2 separate regions of the Sus scrofa genome follow, and region 1 is linked to region 2. A link is a contact called in public Hi-C data. All regions are on one chromosome and are shown on one strand. Each heading gives the region's core, a stretch centred on a gene start, on an enhancer-like site or on the middle of the called end of the contact. The rest is flanking DNA. Distances are from core to core; before and after follow the strand shown.

Region 1 (5,691 bases), core at 1,936-4,435, 300 kb before region 2:
TTTGTTCCTCAGGATTGCTTTGGCAATTCTGGGCCTTTTATGGTTCCATATAAATTTTTGGGTTGTTAGTTCTAGTTCTGTGAAAAATGTCGTGGGTAACCTGATAGAGATTGCATTGAATCTGTAGATTGCTTTGGATAGCGTGGCCATTTTTACAATATTAATTTTTCCAATCCAGGAGCATGGAATATCTTTCATTTCTTTGAATCCTCTTTAGCTTCCTTGATTTTTTTTTTTTTTTGTCTTTTTGTCTTTTTCCTAGGGCCGCACCTGTGGCATATGGAGGTCCCCAGCCTAGGAGTCTAATTGGAGCTGTAGCCGCCAGCCTATGCCAAAGCCACAGCAATGCCAGATCTGAGCTGCGTCTGCAACCTACAGCACAGCCCATGGCAACACTGGATCCTTAACCCACTGAGCAAGGCCAGGGATTGAACCTGCAACCTCATAGTTCCTAGTCGGATTCTTTAACCACTGAGCCATGATGGGAGCTCCTTCCTTGATTAATATTTTATAGTTTTCAGCATATAAGTCTTTCACCTCCTTGGTCAGAATTATTCCCAGGTATTTGATTTTTTGGGGTACCATTTTAAAAGGTATTTCTGTATTCTTTTTCTACTCTTTCATTGTTAGTATACAGAAATGTGACTGATTTCTGAATGTTAATCTTATATCCTGCTACTTTGCTGAATTTGTTGATCAGCTTGAGTAGTTTTTGGGTTGAGTCCTTGAGGTTTTCTATATATAGTATCATGTCATCTGCATAGAGTGACAATTTTACCTCTTCTCTTCCAGTGTGGATACCTTTTATTTCTTTTGTTTGCCTGAATGCTGTGGGTAAGACTTCCAATACTATGTTGAATAACAGTGGTGAGAGTGGGCATCCTTGTCTTGTGTCAGATTTTGGTGGGAAGGCTTTTAGCTTTTCTACATTGAGTATTTTATTTGCTGTGAGTTTGTTGTAAATGGCTTTTATTATGTCAAGGTATGTTCCCTCTATACCCACTTTGGTAAGAGAAAGTTTTTATCATGAATGGATACTGGATTTTGTCAAATGCTTTTTCTGCATCTATTGAGATGATCATGTGGTTTTTGACTTTTCTTTTGTTAGTGTGGTGTATGATGTTGATTGATTCGTGTATGCTGAACCATCCTTGTGAACCTGGGAGAGGCTGTGCTTTCAAGTGATGCTAATGCTTCTGGTTTGGGGACCTCACTTTGAGAACCACTATTTGATAGCTAGTTTAATTAATTAATTGATTAATTTCATTGAGGTATAATTGACATGGAACATTATGTTAATTTCAGGTGTATAGCATAATGATTCAATGTTTATAAATTTGCATCACTGCAATAAATCTAGTTAATGGCTATCACTAAACATAGTTAAAAATTTTTTTTTCTTTTTTAAAATTTTACGGCCTCACCCATAGCATATGGAAGTTCCCAGGCCAGGGATTGAATCCAAACCACAGATCTGACCTATGCCACAGCTGCAGCAATGCTGGATCCTTTAACCACCTGTGCTGGGCTGGGGATTGAACCCGTACCTCCTTAGCGACTTGAGCCACTGCAGTTGGATTCTTAACCCACTGCGCTACAGTGAGAACTCCTAATTTTTTTTTTTTCTTATGATGAGAACTTTCAAGATCTACTTTTAGGAGTTCTCTTGCAGTATAGCAGGTTAAGGCTCTGGTGTTTGGGATTGGTAGGGGTTTGCAGGCTGTGATTATGGCTCAGGCTTTTCCTCTGTGATGGGCAGATTGTCATGAAGGGAAGCAGCCTTGATCTTGGGTCTGTCAGCTCTGTGTTCAAACTGTGCAGCCCAGCCCAGATGCCACAGTTGTAAACCTCCTTCTAACTTTCTGGGTAAATGAATTGCAATTTTATGACTGGCTTGCCTGGAACACTTCTCCCGATTCCTGAAGTGGTATTTTCAGAATCCTCACGTGTCTGAGGTTTCTCCCACCCTTTGCTTTCAACAGAACAAAGTTGAGATGTTGCCAACTTGGAGTTGGATTTTAACTGTAAAATGCGACCTTCCCTGTCCAAGGGCAGTTGTTGAAGATTGGGTCTGGGGTGTCTCTAGATCTTTCCCAAGGCAGCTTTGTGGCTAGGAGAGTGCCGGGGTCGGGGTCCAGCTGGTCCATACTTCATCCTTTGGTTGAGGACAAGGCCCTTTCAAGGACCCACAGGAAATGGAGTGTGTGTGTGTGTGTGTGTGTGTGTGTGTGTGTGTGTGTGTGACTGTGTGTGTGTGTTGGGGAAGGGGCTTGCCAACTTTTCCAGAGACCACTGCGTGGTTGCCCTGGAATAAGTATCAGGGTAACTAACTCTGCCCAAGGGAGTCAAGGAGTCTGCTCACAGAAGGGACATCCATAGTTGAGCTGGGAACCTGGAGACTGGAGATGAGAGGTAATTTGTGCAAGGTCACCTTGCCTGTCATTTGCAGAGCTGGCCTAAAGCCCAAAGTCGCTGGATTCCTGATCCTAGGAAAGAGCGTTGTGCTGTAAAAAGAGACTGGATTCAGAACCGAGTGACTTTCTCCCCATGAACCTCACAGAGGAGCCAGGTCTGTAGGGTTCGTGTAGGCACTTGCTCATTGTAGGGATAACACATGAGCAGTACAGGTCTCAGGAGGATAATGTGGGGATCTCTGATGCTGTGGCCCAGGTTAACTCGGTATTCCATATAGTTGGGTCGGGCCAGTGTTTGTCAGGATAAGGAACTGGACATTACGTGGAACTGTCATTTTAGAGCAGGCTCCTCGCATCTGCCTCCTCAGTTCCTTTCGCTAGAGTCTGGTTTCTCAAGAATTCTGACCCAACCCAGCTGCATGGACAGGCCAGACTGAATCTTCTTTGTAAGTCACAGAGCTCTTGTTGCTTCTCATTCAAGCTCCAGAAAGAGTTGTACATAGAATAAATGTGGCTGTTACCTTGATCTTGTCTGAAGATGAAAAAAATAATGAGGCAGGAGACCCTCGCACTTCAGTAGTAGACAAGCCACAAATGGGTTAATAAAATAGAAAACTATTAAGACAGCAGGAGATAGTGTGACTTGGCTTTTAGCTCTCATGAGGAGGGCAGGCTTGCCAGGATCGCATTCCAGGGCAGCCTACTGACCGTGAGGAAGAGTGTGTGGGGTTCCAGAGTCAAGCCCAGCGAGCCACACGCACACTCAGAGCCCTGAGACTAGGCGGGGCAGGGAGGAGGGCAGGCCAGTCACGTCCCTCCCTCCGGGAGGCTGGGGGGTGGATAGTGTGCGGTCTTCAGTGTGAGGGGAGTTCAGGGCCAAGAGGAAGCACACAGAAAGTGTGAGTGTACTCAGGCTGCCATAACGAGTACTGCAGAAGGTGGGGGGAGTAGACGGCAGGCATTTATTTTCTCAGAGTTCTGGAGGCTGGAAGTCCAAGGTCAAGGTATCGGCAGAGTTGGATCTTCTTAAGGCTGCAAGGGAGGGCTCTGTTCCGACGTCTGTCCTTGGCTTGGAGAAGGTCATCGTCCCATCATCTTCCTTCTATGTGAATCTCTGTGTCCAACTTCTCCTGTCTTATGAAGACACCAGTCATATTGGATTACGATCCACTCTGATGACCTTAATGTCTAATGATATTCCAGGGTACTAGGGGTTAGAACATCAGCATAGGGATTTTGAGGGACACAATGTGATTTCAACATGTGGATTTGAGGGGGCACACAATTCAGCGCACAACACAGGACACAGTCCTTTTCTCCCACTGGGGACCCTTGTGACATCAGAGGCTCCTGGGAATGCATTTTTTGCTCATATCCTTGATGACCCAGACCATAGGTGATTTCTTCTGGGAGCCTTCCGAGGTCTTTACCATCCCATCCCAAGCCCATTGGATTCCCTCTCCACCTCCCCTTGAGTTCCCTAAACACTTGGCTTGTCCCTCTGTTGAGGGATATATCATCACCTTCCTTGGACTTTATTAGAAATGTGTCCGTGCTCCCTTATTGAAGCCTCATGTCTTAGGAATCTGTATCTCTCTCATACCCCCGTCTCCTGTCTTGCATATGGAGCAGGTTTGATAATGTTTGTTGGCTTGTTGATGGGTCAGCTGTCCAAGAAAGTTGGGTAATAAGTGCTGGATAAACAGGAAGATGCAGCTATTAATAAAAGAGGAACAGCAACATGCCTTTCCTTAGAGTCTTTGCACTCATGGACTACGTCAAACTCCTGGATTTAGAAAGAAAAGAAGCTCCTTCCACCCGTCTATCCTTGTTTGACCACAAGGGGTCAACTGAAGAATCTGCCAACTGGGTGCTCAGCATTCTTAAACCTCCAGAGTTCAAGAGAATGACTCCTTTGGCCAGTATCGAAGAAACTCTTCAATCACTTCTTGAATAATAGCATTCTTTGGGCCCAACTCTGTGGCTCCTCCTCCCTCTACCCCCAGTACAGTGACCTTCTGTCCCTTGCTTTCTTGGCTGAATGTCTGGGTTTGCTGTCTTTCAGCAGAGTAAGGGTCCTTCCCACGAATCCAGAGCCACACACTCCTGAAAGCCTGACTGTGCAGAAACAGCTGGGTTTTGGCAGGCTGATTTTGAAAAACAATGCTAATAATTTAAAATCGCTTTGCTCCAGAATGGTGTATGAAGGATGAGGAATGTACTCTCAAATAAAGCAGGTCACTGATCCTGTTAAGAGAAGACTCATTTGAGGATTTGTTCTGAAACATGGCCCTCACCTCCCACCATTACCTTCTTCTAGTAAAGCATCCCACCTGGTCCTGGGAGGTAGGTGTGACTGGCGATTGGTCCTTTCGGCTCTTGGGGTGGTTGGTGGAGCTTGGGATGCCCGAGTCCTTGGGCCAGTTGCCTTTGCTGTCTCCACACTTCTGAAATTTTTGTATGTGCTCCCTAGATGGAAAAGGTTGAGGAGGACTGTGTGTGTGTGTGTGTGTGTGTGTGTGTGTGTTGAGGTACCTGTGGCATATGGAGGTTCCCAGGCTGGGGGCTGAATCAGAGCTGCAGCTGGGGCCTATGCCACAGCCATAGAAATACCAGATCCAAGCCCCATCTGTGACCTACACCACAGCTTGTGGCAATGTCGGGTCCTTAACCCACTGAGCAAGGCCAGGGATCGAGGCTGCATCTTCATAGATACTATGCTGAGTTCTTAGCCTGCTAAGCTGCAATGGGAACTCCAAGGACTGCTTTAGACTGATGACTTCTGCCGAGATTTCTAGGATCACAGAGCAGGTTTCTCAATATTTACCTTTTCAAATGAAATACTCATGATTCTTGGTGCTCTGGCTTTAGAGAAAAAAAATGCAAACATTGGGACTCTGCTTCAATAAAGTTACAGGGTGATTTGATTACACTCACTGTATTAATTATCAGGACTCTTGTGGTTGTAAGAAACAGAGACCCATTGCAGAATGGTAGGCAAAATAAAATAGAATAACATAAAATAAAGGCAAAACAAAACAATACACATACACAACTATATGCCCAAATTATTTATTTTTTCTTTTGTTTTTATAGGGCTGCACCCATGGCACATGGAGGTTCCCAAGCTAGGGGTTGAATCGGAGCAGTAGCCACCAGCCCACACCACAGCCACAGCAACGCCAGATCTGAGCTGCATCTGCGACCTACACCACAGCTCCCAGCAATGCCAAATCCTTAACCCACTGAGCAAGGCCAGGGATCCATCCCACACCCT
Region 2 (5,597 bases), core at 13-2,512:
AACATTTTGACTACACTGAAGTTAAAATCATGTTTAAGCAACATGCCATAATCAAAGTGTGTACATAATAACAAATTTGGAAAAATATTTTTACATCAGAGAACAAATTATTTAGGGTCTCCGATATACAAGAAACTCTTACATTTCAACAAAAAAGAGAGAGTTCCCTGGTAGCCTAATAGTTAAAGATCTGGCATTGTCAATGCTGTGCGGCAGGTCACTGCTATGGCTCAGGTTAGATCCCTGGCCCAGGAACTTTGGCATGCCACAGGTGTAGCCCCCACCTCCCCACCCCACCCCCCAAAAAAGAGAGAGGTTAGACAGTCCAATGGAACATTAAGCTGTTCTCAGATACACAAATCCAAATGAAAACACAAAAAACTTCTCAAATTCAGTGATTTCAAGGAAATGCAAACTAAAATGATAATGAGATAGATGATACTTTTACTAGCATCCTGGAAAAAATTTTAATAAAGATGCATAACATCTATTCTTTATAGGGACATGTGATAACTCTCATATGCTGCTGGTAGAAATGTCACCTATTAGAGACTTTTTGGCAACACCCAGAAATCCCTTTTGAGATGACCTAGCTGGTAGAAATAAAGGAATACATGTCCTCTGCAATGTATTGCAGGATGGTTTGTCCTAGCAAAGCGAATGTTTATCAATAGTAGCTACACCCCTGACCCCAAACTATGGACTATTACACAGCTATTATAAAGATTGAGTTAGAGATATACTGGATGAATTTTCATGGGATATTGTTGAGTAAGAAAAGCAAAAGGAAACGAATGTTTCATATGATTCTAGTTTTGTAAAACAATATATGTTTATGTGCATGTGGGGTTTTTAAGGTGATTAAATAAGCATAAAGAAAAGATGGAATGACATCAATTGCATTATCTTTGTAAATTACTGTGGGGAGGGGGTGAAAGAGGAGGACGGAGCAGAGGAGAGGAAGGAGAATGAGGAGGGAAGCAACCAAAAAGCTGAAGGAAAAAAAGTGCATTTAAAAAAGTCTATCTGTATTTTGTAAAACTGCGTGTGTGTTTGTAATTTTGCGTGCAGCCGATCCTCATTGATTGCAGGCTCTGTACTTTTTAATTTTCCTACTTAGTAAATATTTACTTGTAACCACAAATCAATACTTAGAGCAGGTTCAAGGTCATTCGCAGACAGGCAGCTGCTGAGACTGGGGAAAATGTTTCAGTCCCCGGAAGTGGCCCTGCCCAGTGGAGGCACAGCAAGGTGACCTCACCCTCCTGTGTCACCTCTCAAACTGTCATCGAGTATATTTTGCAATCTACTTAGTGCCATGTTCTTCACATTCTTGCGGTTTTTGCGGATGATTCTGCTGTTTCAAATGACCCTAAGCAGAGTGCTATGTGGTATCCTAGGTACAGGGCTAGGACACAGGGAAAATGTATTAGGTGAGCTTCCTAAGGCATCAGTGACAGTGCTGTTGGCTGAGAGAGCAATGCTAGGGAGTCAACTCTATATATGAAGTAAAGTGTCTCTAAAGAGAAACACACAAAAAAATTGAATGGAAAGAATTGAAAAAGAGTAGCTGGAACACAGGTCACAAACTCTAATGCCTGCAGGGCCAGGCATGTCGCTTAACACAGTCAAATGTGCTGGAAGCGCCCCCTTGTGGAAGCTGCACTACAACGTTGCCCTTTTCAGTGTTTGCAGCTATGGTTAATTCAAGTTTTTCAATACAGTGTGTGGGACAGACGTAGCAGTAGCAGGGCTGCCAGTTTATAGCCTCTGCTCTAGAATTTTTTTTTTAAGGCCACCCACGTGGCATATGGAAGTTCCCAGGCCAGGGGTCAAATAGAAGCTACAGCTGCCGGCCTACACCACAGCCACAGCAAGGCTAAATCCCAGCCACACCCGCAACTTACACCACAGTTCATGGCAGCAATGGATCCTTAACCCACTGTGCTCTAGAATTTTGCCACTGAGTGTAATGTTGACTTTTTTAAAACGTAGTTTTTCATTATCGTACCAGGTGAGTGTTAATAGCTGTTCCTGAATGTTAACAACTGCTGTGTGTTATAGGTACCATTTATTCATGTTAGAAATCTAAATGTGCTTGAAATAAAAATAAAAAATTATGGGGATGATACTTACAGCTACACCATGGAAATAACAGCTTCTGGCAAACTCTACCATCAGGCAACATGCCTGCTTAGTTCTCAGTTCAATACTAAAAAGAAAAAAAAGTTATTATTAATCACTTTAGAAAAAAAGTAGCCTTGGTAAGGCTTTTGTTATTGTTTGGTTTAATAATTAGTTTCAGTTAAGTTTTTTAAGGTCCTTAGCAAAAGAAAAATAGATAGATAGATACATTAACTAATGAAAGAACAAAGAGCTTCAAAAGTGATATAAACCACATAATGTTGGGGAATTTTTCTTCTTTTTAAGTTTATTGAATTTTTGGAACTTAATTTTCTTGCAGTTATACGGGGGGGGGGGGGAGGAAGAAAGGAAGGAAGAGAGGGGCCACTTTTCAAAACTGTTCTGCTGGCTCATCTTAAAGGTAGCTGTCTGTCTCCTGGGCAGCAAGGCACTCGCTGATCTCCTAAGCATAGTCAGAAACTTAAGGGCCTGCAGGAGCCAGGCAGCAAAAAGCCAAGGCATCAAAAATGAAGCAGGAAAAGCGAAACCTGGTGGGTGTGGTAGATACTGACGAGAGCTGGCATGCCCTTTCCAAAGCTAGTTTCTACTCTGCATCACCAATCCATCATTGTCCTGTGGGAATGTAAGCAATGTGGCCAGATTTTGCAATCTCTCAAGAGAAGTCAGATATCAAGATTTTTATGTCAAATTTCCCAATGTTTAAAACCTGCAGGCAAACTTGATAGGTCAGTGAACTGGATATGACCCTCAGATTAGCAGGGTGCAACTTCTACTCAGAGGACAAAAATTTTCTCTTGGTCAGGGACCTAAGAGGTTAAGCATACAGAACTCAGAAGCAAGTTGATTGCTAGAATGTTGACTGATACCAGTGGCCCAACGCTATGAAATCTCTTTTCATTTAGGAACATTTCTCAATTTGAAATGTCTTTAAAAAGGCAGCTCTCTGCCAAGCATTCTCACCTGTAGTACATCAAACAAGCCGCTACTCATCTAGTGTTTGTTCTATTATTTAATATTTTAAAACTCAAGGCGTGAAGGCCATTGTGAATTTTCAAAAAGCTGGCTCTGTAATTCCAAGAAAGAACCCTCAACTTCCAGGGTCAGGAACCGGTAGAGGGATGACTACTCTCATGAGAACATCTCCACCTTCTGGTTCAAAAGGGAAATGCAGCAGAAACTAGTACAGGAAGCCTCTTCCATGCTGAAACGTTCAGGGATGGAAAGCTTTTTGAAATGACTATAACATTGCAATTTTATTGTGTACACCTTTTGAGGAGTTAAGGAATTGCCGAAACCAATCCGACTGAGAACCATGACGTTGTGGGTTCGATCCCTGGCCTCACTCAGTGGGTTAAGGCTCCTGCGTTGCTGGGAGCTGTGGTGTAGGTCACAGACGCAGCTCGGATCTGGTGTTGCTGTGGCTGTGGTGTAGGCTGGCAGCTGGACCCCTAGCCTGGGAACCTCCATATGCCCCAGGTGTGGCCCTAAAAAGCAAAAAAAAAAAAAAAAAAAAAAAAAAAAATTGACTATGTACATAAAAATTTCTGAAGATGAGGGCTGGCAATCTATTACACGGAAGTGTCCTCAATGTATTCTGAATGCATATCGGGTTCTCCCTAACGCGATCATTGCTAACGTTTCAGAAATAACACAGCCAGTTTCCATGCAGCCTTATTTATGTTTATATGGAAGACATAATACACTCGTAATCAGTCTCTTTTTCAGGTAACTGGAGGTAAGAGGAGGATATAACTTTCGTGATGTAAGTGAGAGGCACTGAAGGAGTTTGGAAGAATGAAAAAAGTATAAAGAAGACCTCGGACACTCCAGTTTGACCTGGAGCAGCCCTGATTGTGTCATATAAATTATAAATGTTTTAGGCACGTGTTTCATTTGTTTTCCATCTCTATTGTAAAGACAGAAGAGAGTAAAGGATACCCAAGTACTGTTCCATGCTTGTAATCTTATGATTTTTTTTTTCAATCTCACATTGCTGTATTTAGGAATATTTGTGAGGTTTTTAGCTTTTAAATGATCTAACATGAGTACAATCCCAATATTAAACACAGGGTAAACAGCAAAACTGTTGCTTTGGATTCACACTCTGTTAAAATGTAAAACTGTTGCTAAACTGTATGATAGAATGACACAAACTTTTTTTTTTACATTTAAAATGACAACATTCTATTTGTACATCATGTTAAAAAGCAGTAACAGACTATGGCCTTTCTAAAAATAAACAGAGAATATACGTAACTCTCCTTTCTGTATCATAATGTGTTCTTAATAAAATGACGTATTTAGAATGATTGTATTCATTATTTGAAGAGGAAAAGCTATAGATGGGTTTGTTGAGGCTGCTGGTTGTGATAGAAAGAACATTGAAGTCTGGGTCCAGAGCTCCAAAGCTTCATCTTCTCTCTTGCCAGCTCTGGGAACCCTGGGCAATTCCTAATCCTCCTTCAGCCTCAATTTCCTCATCAGTAAAATGAGAGGCTTGGATTTCATGATTTCTGAGGATCAGCCTCACTCTAACCATCTCTGATTGTATTTATTTTTATTCTTAAGAGTATTTTCTAGACATTGTTAGGCTAATTTATGAAAACCATAAAATAATAAGATATTTTTTAGCATAAGACCTATAGGATATGAAATTATGAAAAATCCATTTAACACAAAATTATTTTGTGACTATCCCCAGAATTTGAAGTATGATCATCTAAGGACAAAAATCCTTTGAACTTGGTATGTAAATTAAATTCCTCTTCAGAAGTCACAATATTTCCAGACAATCTTTTCAAGGAGTATTTTTTTCTTAACCAAAATATCCTCAAATCAACAGCAAAATTTTAAAATTAAATGTGAAAAATTATACATGCAGACAATTGCTGAACATAAATTCCTACCATTTTGGACAGCCTGTTAAAAAGGATGACAACTTCTAAACACATTTGTTCACTAAGTATTTACTGTATTTATCATTTAAGTTTGTTTATAAAAACAGGATTCTATTTAACCTTAGCAGTTAATCGATATTTAGTATTCAGCTTCTAGTTAGTATTGCATGTGATCAAAATTTGTGAATGTTTAGTACTCAATGTCTTTTCCCTAAAAAAAAGAATGACCTTATCTTTTTCATCATAAATAATCCTAAAGTTATCCTTAGAGTCAAACATTTTATACTGAACTTTCTCCTAACTAGTTGGCATTAAATGTAGTTCAAGTATGACTTTTTCCCAGGGTTCAGCATCATTTATCTCCACTAATGATGTCATCATCTGAATGCTTTGAATCAACAATTGTCTTCAACTTGAAAAGCATCTGTAGTTACATTAAAACCTTTTATTTCCCAGATATTCTATTCTTTTAGGTGATTGGGGTAGCAGAGAACTCTTAAGACTCTTAAGATTTTCAAAACAATGATGGTAAGAAATTTAAGTAAATTAGAGTCA

The links. Hi-C and Micro-C count contacts between places; a contact is called where the count stands out from the background.
Region 1: a contact with region 2 is called in a Hi-C map of liver, with 5 times the contacts expected there. The contact joins two enhancer-like sites. A contact is called at or near these places in 10 of 47 Hi-C or Micro-C datasets (alveolar macrophages, embryonic fibroblasts, fetal heart ventricle and 6 more).

What each region holds. Positions count from the first base shown.
Region 1 is chr7:113,469,300-113,474,990 of Sscrofa11.1, reverse strand. The region is part of intron 5 of FBLN5 (fibulin-5); the gene reads left to right. Among named protein-coding and RNA genes, the nearest start is that of FBLN5, 54 kb to the left of the region's middle. Within about 2 kb of position 3,185, at least 14 of the 83 cell types and tissues checked have an H3K27ac peak or open chromatin away from gene starts, as enhancers often do. A contact at or near this core is called in liver and subcutaneous adipose tissue, where this site is marked.
Region 2 is chr7:113,169,771-113,175,367 of Sscrofa11.1, reverse strand. No RefSeq gene overlaps it. Among named protein-coding and RNA genes, the nearest start is that of PPP4R3A, 24 kb to the right of the region's middle. Within about 2 kb of position 1,262, at least 21 of the 83 cell types and tissues checked have an H3K27ac peak or open chromatin away from gene starts, as enhancers often do. A contact at or near this core is called in liver and subcutaneous adipose tissue, where this site is marked.